Regions from separate parts of the Mus musculus genome. Here region 1 is linked to region 2. Evidence: chromatin contacts called from public HiChIP or PLAC-seq data. All regions are on one chromosome and are shown on one strand. Each heading gives the region's core, a stretch centred on a gene start, on an enhancer-like site or on the middle of the called end of the contact. The rest is flanking DNA. Distances are from core to core; before and after follow the strand shown. Region 1 overlaps Bicd1 (BICD cargo adaptor 1). Region 2 holds the start of Etfbkmt (electron transfer flavoprotein beta subunit lysine methyltransferase).

Evidence for each region. HiChIP or PLAC-seq counts read pairs in DNA pulled down with a chosen protein or histone mark.
Region 1: a contact with region 2 is called in an H3K27ac HiChIP or PLAC-seq map of embryonic stem cells, with 9 times the contacts expected there. The contact joins the enhancer-like site here to the promoter of Etfbkmt in region 2. A contact is called at or near these places in 4 of 39 promoter capture datasets (the 3T3-L1 cell line, the C10 cell line, embryonic stem cells and 1 more), 1 of 15 datasets of contacts at CTCF or cohesin (large pre-B cells), 11 of 484 Hi-C or Micro-C datasets (the AML12 cell line, CD4 T cells, the G1E-ER4 cell line and 6 more), 17 of 115 datasets of contacts at active chromatin or transcription factors (the 230-238 cell line, the SCID.adh cell line, bone marrow-derived macrophages and 5 more) and 4 of 9 other capture datasets (adipose tissue, embryonic stem cells, liver and 1 more).

Annotation. Positions count from the first base shown.
Region 1 is chr6:149,451,688-149,458,363 of GRCm38.p6, reverse strand. The region is part of intron 1 of Bicd1 (BICD cargo adaptor 1); the gene reads right to left. Among named protein-coding and RNA genes, the nearest start is that of Bicd1, 46 kb to the right of the region's middle. Within about 2 kb of position 2,098, at least 12 of the 459 cell types and tissues checked have an H3K27ac peak or open chromatin away from gene starts, as enhancers often do. A contact at or near this core is called in embryonic stem cells, where this site is marked.
Region 2 is chr6:149,137,892-149,144,358 of GRCm38.p6, reverse strand. Etfbkmt (electron transfer flavoprotein beta subunit lysine methyltransferase) reads right to left here and starts at 2,846. Exons shown (of 5, transcript NM_001252095.1): 1 at 2,655-2,846; 2 at 1,644-1,753; 3 at 1-325. The coding sequence starts at 209.

The DNA.
Region 1 (6,676 bases), core at 849-3,348, 310 kb before region 2:
CCTGGTCTACAGAGTGAGTTCCAGGACAGCCAGGGCTGCGCAGAGAAACCCTGTCTCGAAAAAACCAAAAAAAAAGAAAAAAAAAAGAAAAAAAATATATTCTTTAAATATTCAACCTATCACATTATCAGACTTTAAGTACTGGGTAGGAAGAAAAACAATTTACTTCAAAATGTATACTATCTATTTTAAGAGGGAATCACTAATTTTCTGTCAGTTTTAACTTTAGTTAATACTGAATCATAAATATATCAATAACACAAAGCTTTTACTTTGTAATGTGAAATTCATCTAGAAATTGATTTCGCAATGTATTTAAAATATGAATAAGATCTTGGAATTGTTTCTGGCAAAAGCAGCATCCAGGCTTGGTACAAAACACAAAGACATGCAGATGTCTTCTTGGTTCCCTGCAGGCTTCACAGCAGACCAGGCGAAAAAGATTCACAGAAAAGACAAGAATGAAACTTAGTCCAATTTTGTTGTAATCAGCACTTCTAGAGACTGGCTCAGATCATTTTCCTTTAGCCATATTTAAGCACAGCACAATTTTGAAAAAGGGGTTTTCTGATAATAATGAACTCAATCCCACGTACACAATTTAAAACATGTTTACATTGAGATTCTGTACAAAGTGTATCTGGCTTCTTTCACAAAATGGGTACTATTTACTCAAAGATAATGCCCAAGATTTAGGCTCTAGGGAGCTTAACTGTGATAAATGTAATGCCTGTGAGTGTTAAGATTGCCCAGGACCTAAGATAACATAAAAGTCATTTAGGCTGTTGTAAAGTACAAGTGATATCACTCAGAAGGATGGTTTTATGGCCTAGAAGCAATGCTCAGGACTTAAGGATGGTTTTATGGCCTAGAAGCAATGCTCAGGACTTAGGTGGAAAGGATCTAGGATAAGTAAAAACACATTCTGGGAAATACAGGCAGAGTCTATCTCATCAGACAACAAAGGATCACTGGGTTGTAAAACTATATCATTCCTAGATATTCCAAGAAGAGCAGCTACACACCTCATTTCATTGAAGAGATAAGCTGTGTGTTTAATCAATATCTGTGTGCACAAGGCCTTTTTAACCCTCTACAGAAAACTTTACACAGAAAACTGCTAAGCAAAGTGTCTTCTTTGTGGGGAATGAGCCCTTTAAAAAAGGTATATCCTTTCAGATTTATTTATGTTTCGGTGACCTTTACAAAACTATGAAAACACAATGTTCTTTTTAGTTAATATTGTATATTTTCCATATGTTTCCTACTTTACACGGAGAAAAAAAAAAGTCAGGTGTGGTGGTGTAGGCCTTTAATCTCAGCACTCAGGAGGCAGAAGCAGATGGATCTTTGTGAGTTCATAATCAGCCTGGTTTATATATCGAGTCCCATATCAACAAGGGCTACATAATGATACGCTGTCTAAGAGAAAGGTGGAAAGGGAAAAGAAAATAAAAGGAGCTCCCCTCTGTTAAAAGAGGTAGTGAGGGGAGAGATAGCTAATGCTAGAGAAATTTAAAAGGGCATACTGAATCCTATTATTAAAGAACTTAATTTGAGTTACCTTACAAAGAGTATAATGCTCGGAGCTTATGTTGCAAAATAAAGCCCAGTGGCAGATGTAGGCTATTTTCCCTCAAGTAGTTGATACCAAAGACCCCAAAATAATACAGGCTATTTCTTTTCCCAACAGAACTTTGAGGCCCTATTGGTGAAGGCACCACATCAAGTTGTTATTGACCTCAAAGCTTCCTTCTGCCGGCTAGCTTTTATAGTACCAGAAAGTGCTCTGCATGCTACTAGTTGAAAAAAGTTATCAATATTCTTGCCCAGGTATGAACTGTGTGAGACAGAATAACAACCAGAGTGGAAAAATTAGGGGGAGGACTGGTTGAGAAATGTGATAAAAAAATACATTGTATACAAGTTTGATATTTTCAAAAAAATAAAAATATTTTTTAAAACTGGCTGGGCAGTGTTGTGTATAGCCCTGGGGCTAATTATATTTGATGTTAATTCCCTTCTCCTGTGAGGGGTTGTGAACAAGGAATGAGTCAGCACTTAGGTAATTCCCTGTAAACCTGCTTCCCACCTTAATTTGTAAAATAAAGGAGAGCTGATGATTGGGCAGATAAAAGGAAAAGTGGAACAGATGGTGGGAGAGAGAAGAAGGAGAAAATGGAAAAGGGAGAGGATGCAGAGGAGGAAGATGAAGAAAAGCAGAGCAGAAACACATGGCTTGGAGAAACTGCAAGTTCTAAGGGGTCTCATAAGCGTGGAAGATGGTAGTATAGCAGTAGATCTGCCCAATCTAGGCGCACAGTATGTAATCAAATTAACTGTGTTGTGTTTTCATTGCCTGGGCATATTTGGGAGGAGATATACTGCAACAGGGCAGTGGTGGTGCATGCTTTTAATCCCAGCACTTGGGAGGCAGAGGCAGGCGGATTTCTGAGTTCGAGGACAGTCTGGTCTACAGAGTGAGTTCCAGGACAGCCAGGGCTACACAGAGGAACCCTGTCTTGAAACAAACAAACAAACAAACAAACAAACAAAAACAAAACTAATAAATTTTGAGAGTTAGAGGTAAGTTAGAAAAAATAAAATATGATATATGAAAATATGTAATGGGGGTCAAATGTAATAAGCTCTCAGATCTTAATAGGCCTACGCAGGCCAACTCTATGATGGAAATACGATTCAGGCCATAAAACTTTAAGCATTTTCCTTAAAACTGTAGCTTAGCCCTAGTAACAATCATGGTCATGTCTGTTTAGCTGACACAGGGTTAGCAAGAACTGAAGTCCAATAGAAGAAACTCTGACCAGGGCTTTTTTTTTTTTTTCTGTTCTTGTACATTCATGCCCTCTCACCGTAATGTTGTGCTGTGTCTCTCTCATCACTGCCACATGCAATTTGACCTCTGTATACTATGAATGGGTGAATTCAGTGGGTTCTGAAGGGACTACTATCCTCAACTATCCTTCCATCTAATTAAAGCAATGATCAAAGTTCGTAAAATTACAGCTACCCCAAGAAAAGTACAGTTTATTTGAAGAGATGTAACTGTGCTTTTTTTTACTGGTAGAAATAACTTCTCATTTCTCCTTTATGGTTATAAAACAAAACAGTCTATAATCACAAAATCATATGAATATAAAATAATCCAGCTTGAGATAAAAAGACTTGCTAGCTAATTTTCAGTTAAAACACATTCTAAACATGTATATAGTGTTATCTTTAACAACTTCAAATACTTTCATTTGATTTGTTTTTATGCTGTTTCCAAATATTTCATCATTATAAATCTTTTCTTTTTTTAAAGATTTATTTACTTATTATATATAAGTACACTGTAGCTGTCCTCAGACACACCAGAAGAGGGCATCAGATCCCATTACAGATGGTTGTGAGCCACCATGTGGTTGCTGGGAATTGAATTCAGGAGCTCTGGAAGAACAGACAGTGCTCTTAACCGCTGAGCCATCTCTCCAGCCCTATAAATCTTTTCAATAACTATTGTTCTATGCAAATATCTATAATCAGTTAATGTATTGCTTCCTTTTAAAAAAATTCACCTCTTCTGTGTCTCCTTAATCAGTTCCATGACACCAAACAGAAATACAGTATTTCAAATGGTCATCTTAGAGAAGGGATATAGCTTAATGACAGAAAGTTTGTCCAATTTCATGTAATAAATGCAGTAAAGTAAAAGGTTAGAAAAATGTATTTTATTATATTAATAACATATAGAAATAAAACTCTTCAGTCCTATTGACATAAAAATACAAAATGCTTAATATGTTATATATAACATGTTTTGTATATATTAGTATACATTATATATCAAGCACTTTGTATATACATTAAGCATTATATATATAATAATATATAGTAATATATATGTTCTACATTTTAAAAACGCATAAAACTCATTAAAAAAAAAAGACCCAACATGGTGGTGCATGCCATTAATCTGACAGAGCAGGTAAACAGATATATGTGAGTTCAAGGCCAGCCTGATCTACATAGTGAGTTCTAGACCAGCTGGAAATACATAGAAAACAGGAAAGAAGGAAAGAGAAAGAAAGAAAGAGAGAGAGAGAGAGAGAGAGAGAGAGAGAAAGAAAGAAAAGGAAAAACGGGATTTGATAAGTGAAAGTAAATTCTACATTTTTGAATCAGATTTTATTTCATTTAGACTTTCAATAACATGATTTATAATTTCACATATCAAAAACAAAAATCTGGGGACTAGAGAGATGACTCAAAGGTTAAGAGCATCTCTTGAAAAGAACCTGTGTTTGATTCCCAGCACCCATATGGTGGCTCATAAGTGTCTATAACTCCAGTCCCAAGATATCCAATTCCCTCTCTGACTTCAGCAGGCACCGGGAATACATGTGGTGCACATATATATATGCAGGCAAAACACTCATAAAATAATAATTAAAAAATTTTAAAACAAAATTTTGAAAATAACTAGATAATTATATTTAAAACAAGAAAAATAAAATCTTTGCTATTTTAAAATTTTCTATCAGAATCATTGTTAAATATGATACTCTACAATAAATAAATCAGTGGAGCAGAAAAAAAAATCTAGGGAAAGATGTGAATAGATAGACATGGTAAGTCATCAGATTTCAAATGGTAGGATACTTTTATGATATAATTGGTTATTAAATTAGAAGAAAATAAACCATAATTTCAGAAAATAAACCATAATTTACAGTAAATTTAACTAGCAAATACAATTCAAGAGTTTACATTTAATTTAGTTCCTGTCATAAAATAGATTGGAGATAAAAAATTAAATTCACTTGTACATTTTATTTTAAAATATTTAAAAATTTAAAGGTATAAAAAAATTTAAAGGTATAGAAAGCAAAGATATTTTCAAGACAAACAAAGGGATAATGATCTCTTGGTATTGAGATAATTTGTGAAATAAATAATTCCTGAAGAATCACATCCACTTATCCAATCAATATTTATTTCAAGTAATGTAAAACTATGCAAGTTCTTAGGAAATTTTAGGTAAATTTATCTGGTAATGATCTATATTTAAATAACTTTTCTATGAGGAAAACTACAGTGAAGTCCATAACAAAGAACTTCTGTGAAGTCATAGGGGAAACAAAGAACAACCAAAAGAAAAGAAATGTGATGATGCATTTTTATTTATGCCATAAACAAGATTAAAATATGTTCAGAATGTGAAGGCTCTGTGGGAATAAGTACACTAGACTTCTGTTTTCTGTTTTCATATGAAAATAGTCTCTGGAAGTTTTGGTTAAGACTTGTGGAATAAACAGTTCCTGAAAATTTTACATTCATTTATCCCATCAATATTTATTTCAAGAAAGTATATAAACATATGTAAGTTCTTAGGACACTTTAGGTAAATATATCTGATAACTACATACATTTGAATAATTTTTTCCAAGAAGAAAATTACAGTGGCACCCAAGCTTGATACTCCATAAAAGGAGAAAAAAAAAAATCAAGTTTGGGTTGAAGCAGTGTTATCTTTGGATGTTATAATCTATCTTCCAGCTACTGCCTTTCCCCCTTGATCACTAATTGAGAAAATGCCTTACAGTTGGATCTCATGGAGTCATCCTCACCTGAAGCTCCTTTCTCTGTGATAACTCCAGCTGTGTCAAGTTGACACAAAACTAGCCAGTACAAATACTAAATACAAAAGCAGTTTTCAAGATGATTCACATTTTATACTTCATTACAAGGATCAAAAATAATTTGAATCAGATAGCTCTTCTATAAACTTGACACTGAAAAACTCACATTTTCTACCTAATTTCTAATAATCTGTACAAAGGCTCAATTTTTAAAAGATATATATATATATATATATATATATACTTATAATTTCAAGATAAATGAAAGCCAGGGGTGTGCCTCAGGAGGCTGAGACAAGAGGACTGCAAATTTGAGGCCAGCCTGGAATACATAGGAAGACTGTCTCAAAACCTAAATAAGTAACAAACAATCTCCCAGAGTAGCTAGTTTTATTTTAGCCAAATTTGTCAAAGTATAAAACTATATGATTTCTAAAGCTAGTTTAGCTTGACACCACCTAGCTTTTTAAAGCTAACACCTCTTAACAACCCAGAGAATCATAAAAATGTTATTGAAAGGGATAGTATTAAGTGTTAGAAGAGAGCCTTCTTGCTGTGGTTCCTATCTTAAGAAATTAGCCAAAACTGCCTAGGAAAGGTGGGCTTGCTTCCAGAAAAGAAAAGTGTCCAGAGTGAGCTGGTCTAGTAGGTAGGATGTGTCCAGGAAAGAGATAGTAGTTATCTCTTTTTGCCAAACACCAAGTATGATGCAGACAAACATACACGCTAACTACATATTAGACTCATGAATGTTATCTGAACTTGTAAAAACTGAGCATCATCACCATTTTGTAATAATAAATAATTTTTAAAAATATGAGACTCAGAAAATGCATTATTTGCTGAGGGTGATAGAACTAAAAACTGGTGGAGTTTGAACTCAAACATCAGTATATCAGGTATAAACCATTCTAAAAAGAAGGTGTAAGCAAACAAATGACTTTGTGCATCCTCTTTAAAAAAGATTACTCTTTCCTCTCTAGAAAGGGAGTTAGCAAAATAAGCTGAGTAGAAGGTCAAAGTCCAGGCAAAGG
Region 2 (6,467 bases), core at 1,597-4,096:
TTGCACCTGGGGGTTAAAAGCCGTAACTGGATTTCCGGGGTAAGGCTACCACTGCTGGTGACTTCAGTGTTCTCTTCCAGGTAGGCTTTCATCTTAGGATCCAAACAGCTCCCCACTGTCCTCCAGAGAAACAGGGGAGACCCATTGTTCACAGCCTGCAGGAAACTCCATGGGCTCCTGGGAGCTTTCCAACACAGGCTGAAAGCCATTAGTACATCTCCAAACCTCAGGTTCTGTCAGTGTTGCTATTAATAAGGACTGTTTCCCAAGCAGATAGAATGAGGGTCCATCTTTCCACTTAATTGACACTGGAATTTCTGGATCTCTACAACAAAGAAACAATACTGAAATTTCTTAGTCTAGCCAACATGTCCATATCCTTCCACATAACAAGAAAAATAAGCTAGCCACATAATAATATGCACTAACAACTCAGAAGTAAGTGCAAATTCATGTCAGAGGACAGCTTTGGCTTTCCAGTTTGGGCAAAGAAATCTAATTGCTCTTTTTTTTTTTTTTTTTTTTCTTTTTCTTTTTTTTTTTTTTTTTTTGAGACAGGGTTTCTCTGTATAGCCCTGGCTGTCCTGGAACTCACTCTGGAGACCAGGCTGGCCTCAAACTCAGAAATCCACCTGCCTCTGCCTCCCAAGTGCTGGGATTAAAGGCAGGCACCACCACTGCCTGGCTTTTTTTTTTTTTTAAGATGTATTTATTTTATGTATGTGAGTACTGTTACTGTCTTCAGATATACCATTAGAGGGTATCAGATCCTATTACAGATGGTTGTGAGTCACCATGTGGTTGCTGGGAATTGAACTCAGGACCTCTGGAAGAGCAGTGAGTGCTCCTAACCGCTGAGCCATCTCTCCAGGCCCACTTTTTTTTTTCCTGTGAAATCCTTTCAGTAATTCATAATCACAAATATACAGGCATACTATTTTTATAACAATGTTCATGAAATGAAATAAGGTATATCTTTTTGTTTGTTTTGGTCTTAGGATAGCCTTGCATGTAAAGAAATGGCTCAGCAGTTAAAGAGCACCTGATGCTCTTGCAGTGGACCCAGGTTCGGTTCCTAGCATCCACACGCAGCTCACAATCATAACTTCAGTTCCAGGGGATCTGGTGCCCTCCTCTGGCTTTTTTCAGGCAGCAGACACACACACACACCACACACAGTGTGTTTATACACATGCAGGCAAAGCATATCCATCAAATAAAATATAGACTTATACCATAGCCCAGGCTGCAATGGAATTCACTATGTAGACCAAACAGACATCAAATTTGTAGTGTTCCTCCTCCCTCCAAGGTTTATTGTTGCTTGGGTCAGATCCAGGGCTTCATGCATTCAAGGCAAGCACTCTACCATATGAGCTTTAAGGTTTACAGCAGAGTAATATGGGAATTACTGTGTATTAGGATACCATGTCTTCCCAGCACTGGCAGTTTGGTTATGAAGTTATAAAGCCAATCTAGGTAGGTACTCAAATTATGTTACTGGAATGACATCAGGCTGGGCACAATAGTAAACTCCTGGCCTTTAATCTGAGCACTTGGGAGGCAGAGGCAGGCAGATCTCCATGGAAAAAGGAAACAATGATAAGAATTCAAGTCAGCCCTGTCTGTGTACTCGGTAATACCTGATTGAACTGGCATTACTGTCTAAAGGTTCTTGATTGGATTCAGTTTTCTCTGCCAAGAGTTTAAAAACTTCTGAGCTCAACAGGTAGCAGTGGAGAAATATCAAAACCTGAAGACAGAAGCAGACAGAATCAGATGTTGAAGAAATGCTTTTATTGGGGTAAAGAAACACACACATGCAGCAAACGCAGAGAAAAAGCCCCTCCTCGGCAAAGCAGAGGGTAGCTGAAAATAGTCCCTTCTTGAGAATTGGGGGGACGGGTTGTTTTTGATTTTGAAGTCTCTGAAGAGGTTTCCTCCCCTAATTTAGTGTGAGTCACTTTGAAGAATGAGAAAATGGTTGAAAAACTGCCCTGATCTGGCTTTGAACTTTTTGAACCAGGCCATCAGCATGGGAAGGAGAAAAAGCTACAAGGCTTTTTAAATTGCCAGGCTTTTTTTTTTTTGGTCTTGGGTCAGGTGGGTGAGGAAAAGCCAACCATCTTTAAAGTTTTCCACCTTTATTACCCATCCATGGCCCCTCTTCCTATCTGCCCACTGTAGGACTGCCTCCCTGTACTACTACTTTACAAAAAGACAGACAGACAGACCGGATGGATGGATGAACGAATAAACGAACCGAACCAACCAACTAACCAACCGCCTAGAAAGAAGGCTCGGGTATTAAGAGAGCTGCTTTTCTTCTACAGGTCCACAGATTCCAATGTCTTAGCTTCTGGAGACACATTCTGGCCTCCACAGGCGCACGTGCACACACAGATAAAGTACGTAAACAAGCAAACAGTGCAGGGCATTTCTCTAATTTCATTACTTGGGAAGCTAAGTAAGGCAGGGCTGCCTCTAACTCGAAACAGTCTAGGCTACATTGCAGCCCAGAGACTACAACCTGAGACTCTGTGCCAAGCAAACAAAAAGGTTAAACTCCAAACAATGTTGTGACCACGTTACTTTCCTCCAAAACAAAGGACAGGAGTCTACTTTAAAGGGTAGTGCAGTCCTTGTGGCCTTACCTGACTTTATTCGATCAGCAAGTGGAACTCGCCCTTCACGTGCAGGAGAAAAAAAAAAACAAGTACGGTAGGTCTCCTTTTTCGGGAGAGGAAGACTGAGCCCGTGGCTCTAACTACACAGCGTAGTGGGTACGTGAAGGCGGCGAAATTTGGAACCAATGAGACGCGGAACGCGGGGCCGCCCGGACCGAAGGGCTTACGCACCGGCTCCGCCCTCTTTCGAACTGTGTTTTGTTTTGGATGTCCCTCGGTTCCCAAGGCAACTGGGAACGCCGAAGCCCTAACCTGGCGACTCCTCAGGTCAGACCCTATAGACCTGAATGAAGCGCAATTGCACAACTCGTGTGAGCCATGTCTGCGAATTCTGATTTCTAAAACCTCTTGCTGGACTTATGCTGCTAGCACTGTATGCCAAGCATACTGTTAAGAGTATGAACCTGGAGTGGCAAGTAAAGTTTTATGACATTCAGTTGCGGTGTGTCATAATTATAAAGTCACACGTAAGACTGTTTTCAGCCTGTAGGTTCAGGATCTATTATATCCAACTTTCTAATGACTAAATTTTCCACTGGCCCCTCAACTCAAGACTTCAAAATTAACCCATTTCACCTTCATTACCGAAAATCTGCTATGATGTACAAGAAAGAAAAACATCCCAAACTAAGAAAATGGCAAACCATGTTGCTGTATCTAAATTTACAAATTGAAAAATGTTCTTCAGATGCCTGGTCAAAATCTGATTTGGGGCTTGGGGATGTAACTCAGTTATTATGAATGTTTATATAGCATGAGACCCTGGGATCCATCTCTAATTCTAGCACTTAGGAGAGGATGGTTCAAGGTCATACTCAGCAAGTTAGAAGTTAGCCTGGGATAGATGAGACACGGTCTCAAAAGGAAAGGGAAAGGGAAAAAGGGAAAGGGAAAGGGAAAAGGGAGGGAAGGAGAGGAGAAGGGAGGGGAGGGAAGGGAAGGGAAACAAAACCTGGACTCTATCTAGGTGGCTCAATGAGTAGAGGCCCACTGCCAAGCCTAACAACCTGAGTTTCTCAGGACCTACATGGTAGAAGGAAAGAAGAACTGTCCTCTGACTATCACCCCCAACACACACACACACACACACCAGAATACATACATGTAATACAAACTTTAGAAATCTGTATTTAGCGGCCAGAGAAATGCTCAGTGGTTGAACATGTATAGTGCTTGCCTAGGATCTGAGTTCTCTTCTCAGACCCATATAGGGTGGTTCACAATTCCTGTGATCCCAGCTCCAGGAGATCTGATATCTCTGGCCTACTTGGGTACTTCGTACTCATGTACGAAGACATACCCAGACACACATAATTAAAAATGAAAAATTTAAAGTTCCAGATGTAGTGACATGTGCTTCAAATCCCAGAATTTAGCCAGTATAGGTAGGTGAAGCTCTGTAAGATAAGGGCCAACCTGATCTACATAGCAAGTCCCAGACCTAGTGAGATCCTATCTCAAAAATGGGGGGTTGGGAGGGTTGGAGGAATTTTTAAAAATCGGAGACTGGCAGTGGTGGCATATGCCTTTAACCCCTCAGGAGGCAGAGGCAGGTAGATCTCTGTGAGTTCAAAGTCAGCCTGGTCTATAGTGCCAGTTCCAGAACAGTCAAGGCTAGACCAAGAAACCTTGCCTTAGACAGACAGACAGACAGACAGACAGATAGATAGATAGATAGATGATAGATAGATCTGTACTTATAACTTACCCTCTCATCCTGTCCTTTCATGATAGATATATAGTTCTACCAGAGCTAAACCTTTAGTCCAGGGCCCTGTGCTTTCCTTTTAATGATTTCCCAGCTGTTCATAACTAAAATCTCTAAGAGCCTGTAAGGAGAACACCACCATTATACCAAGTAACAGCCCCAAATGTATTATCCTTTGCCTCGAATGAATGGTATGCTCCTTTCTGATAATGGGAGGACTGTTGCATTGACCAATCATATTTTGACACAAGGGATTAAATGAGGAGGTTAACACTGATGACTAGGCCTTATCCAGGTCACCTGATTTCAGGGTCATTGAGTCAGCCTTTGCAGCCAGGTCACCTCCTGGACTCTGACCTGAAATTTAGGGTGACAGAGGAATAAAGAAGTGGGCAAGCAGCATGTAGTCAATTAAGTCAAGACAGGCAGCACACTTATGACTTGTGTGCCTCAGTTTAGATAACAGGATAGCAGCATCTTCCCTTCTTAACATTCTTTACTGGTTAACAGACAAACATGAAACATCTGAATAAGGACAGGAGTTGGGACCTGGGGCCTGGAAACAGAAACTCAATTTTGATCCTGCCAGCAAGGTGGAACGTCTTCCTGCGATGAAAACTCAGCAGCAAGTATCAGAGATTGTGTTGGTTTGACTATGCTTGGCTCAGGAAGTGGCACTATTAGGAGGTGTGACCTTGTTGAAGGAAGTATGTCACTGTGGGGCTGGGCTTTGAGACTCTCCTTCTAGCTGCCTGAAAAACAGTTCTCTGCTGGTTATCAAACTTTTAGTCAGAACTCTCAGTTCCTCCTCCAGCACCATGACTGCCTGCCTGTTGTCATGCTTCTTGCCATGACTAAACTGTAAGCCAGCCCCGGTTAAATGGTGTCCCTTATAAGAGTTACCTTGGTCATGGTGTCTCTTTATAGCCATGGAAACCTTAAGACAGAGGCTGAAAACATTCTAGGCCTAGATAAGATTGTACAGAGAGGCTAGAAGCTTCCAGGACTAGGCCTACATTAGCAGACAGTTAATAAGCCCCGGAGATGACGATTACATAAGAAGAAAAAAAGTTACACAAGCACACAAAAGCCACTTACAATTACACAAGTTGTTGTGGGGGAGATCATATAGCCCTCAGTCTGGCCCAAAGGGAAGACTATGGAGGAGCGTAGTCCAGCTGCTGACTGGTTCATAATGAGTAGCTTTCAGTCTATCTTTTTGTCAAAAAGACCAGACTAAGCCTGCAGCTGCCAAAACAAGATTAGCAGTTTGACCCGTCCAGCAGGTCCAGTTATTCTAGGGTCTTGAGGGGACCTTCTCCTAAGAACCAAATTGGGGGGTAGAGAGAGATGAGAACCTTGTGTAGAGAACGACAGGGAAACATTCTGAGTAACAGGGAAGTACTTCTCAGCAGGAGAAATGGGGCAGCGGAAATGTACCTCAGCAGGAGGGATGGGGCAGCAGAAATTTTTCTTTTGGCAGTATCAGGGTACATCTTGAGGTCAGGACATCCAGCACTGACTTAGGGCTGGAACAATCTGTGGTTGTTCTCGGAGCGGTGCGTAGGTGGCCCGCTTTTGACCCCCTTTTCTTCTTGGGAGGAGAGGCCCAATTCAGAGATCAGGACAATTGTGTTGTCTTAATAGCTCCCAACAGCAGTTCCCAGAAAAATTCCCTTACCCTGCCCCACACTGAATTCTGAGAAAAACCACAAACTGTCCTGACATTGTCACTACAATTACCCGTGATGTTAATAGCTGTGACATTAATAGCTGTGGCATTACTAGCCGACCCATAAGTTCAAAAGGTACTGCTGCTTTGCTGGCCAATCATAATAACCCACCATAAGAGCAGGCAGAGTGAGTCACTAGGCCAAAGGTCACTGACTAAATAACTCAATCTTGTCCTTCTGGTTCTGGTTGCTTCCTTTGCCCTTTGTCTGGAGTCATCTAGACCCCATGAACAGCAGGACTGATTGATAAACATCTTTATAAGCTGAGATTCAAACTATCCCCAAGCAACATGAGCCTTCGGGAGCCTGCTATATCCATGTGGGGACAATTATCCATGA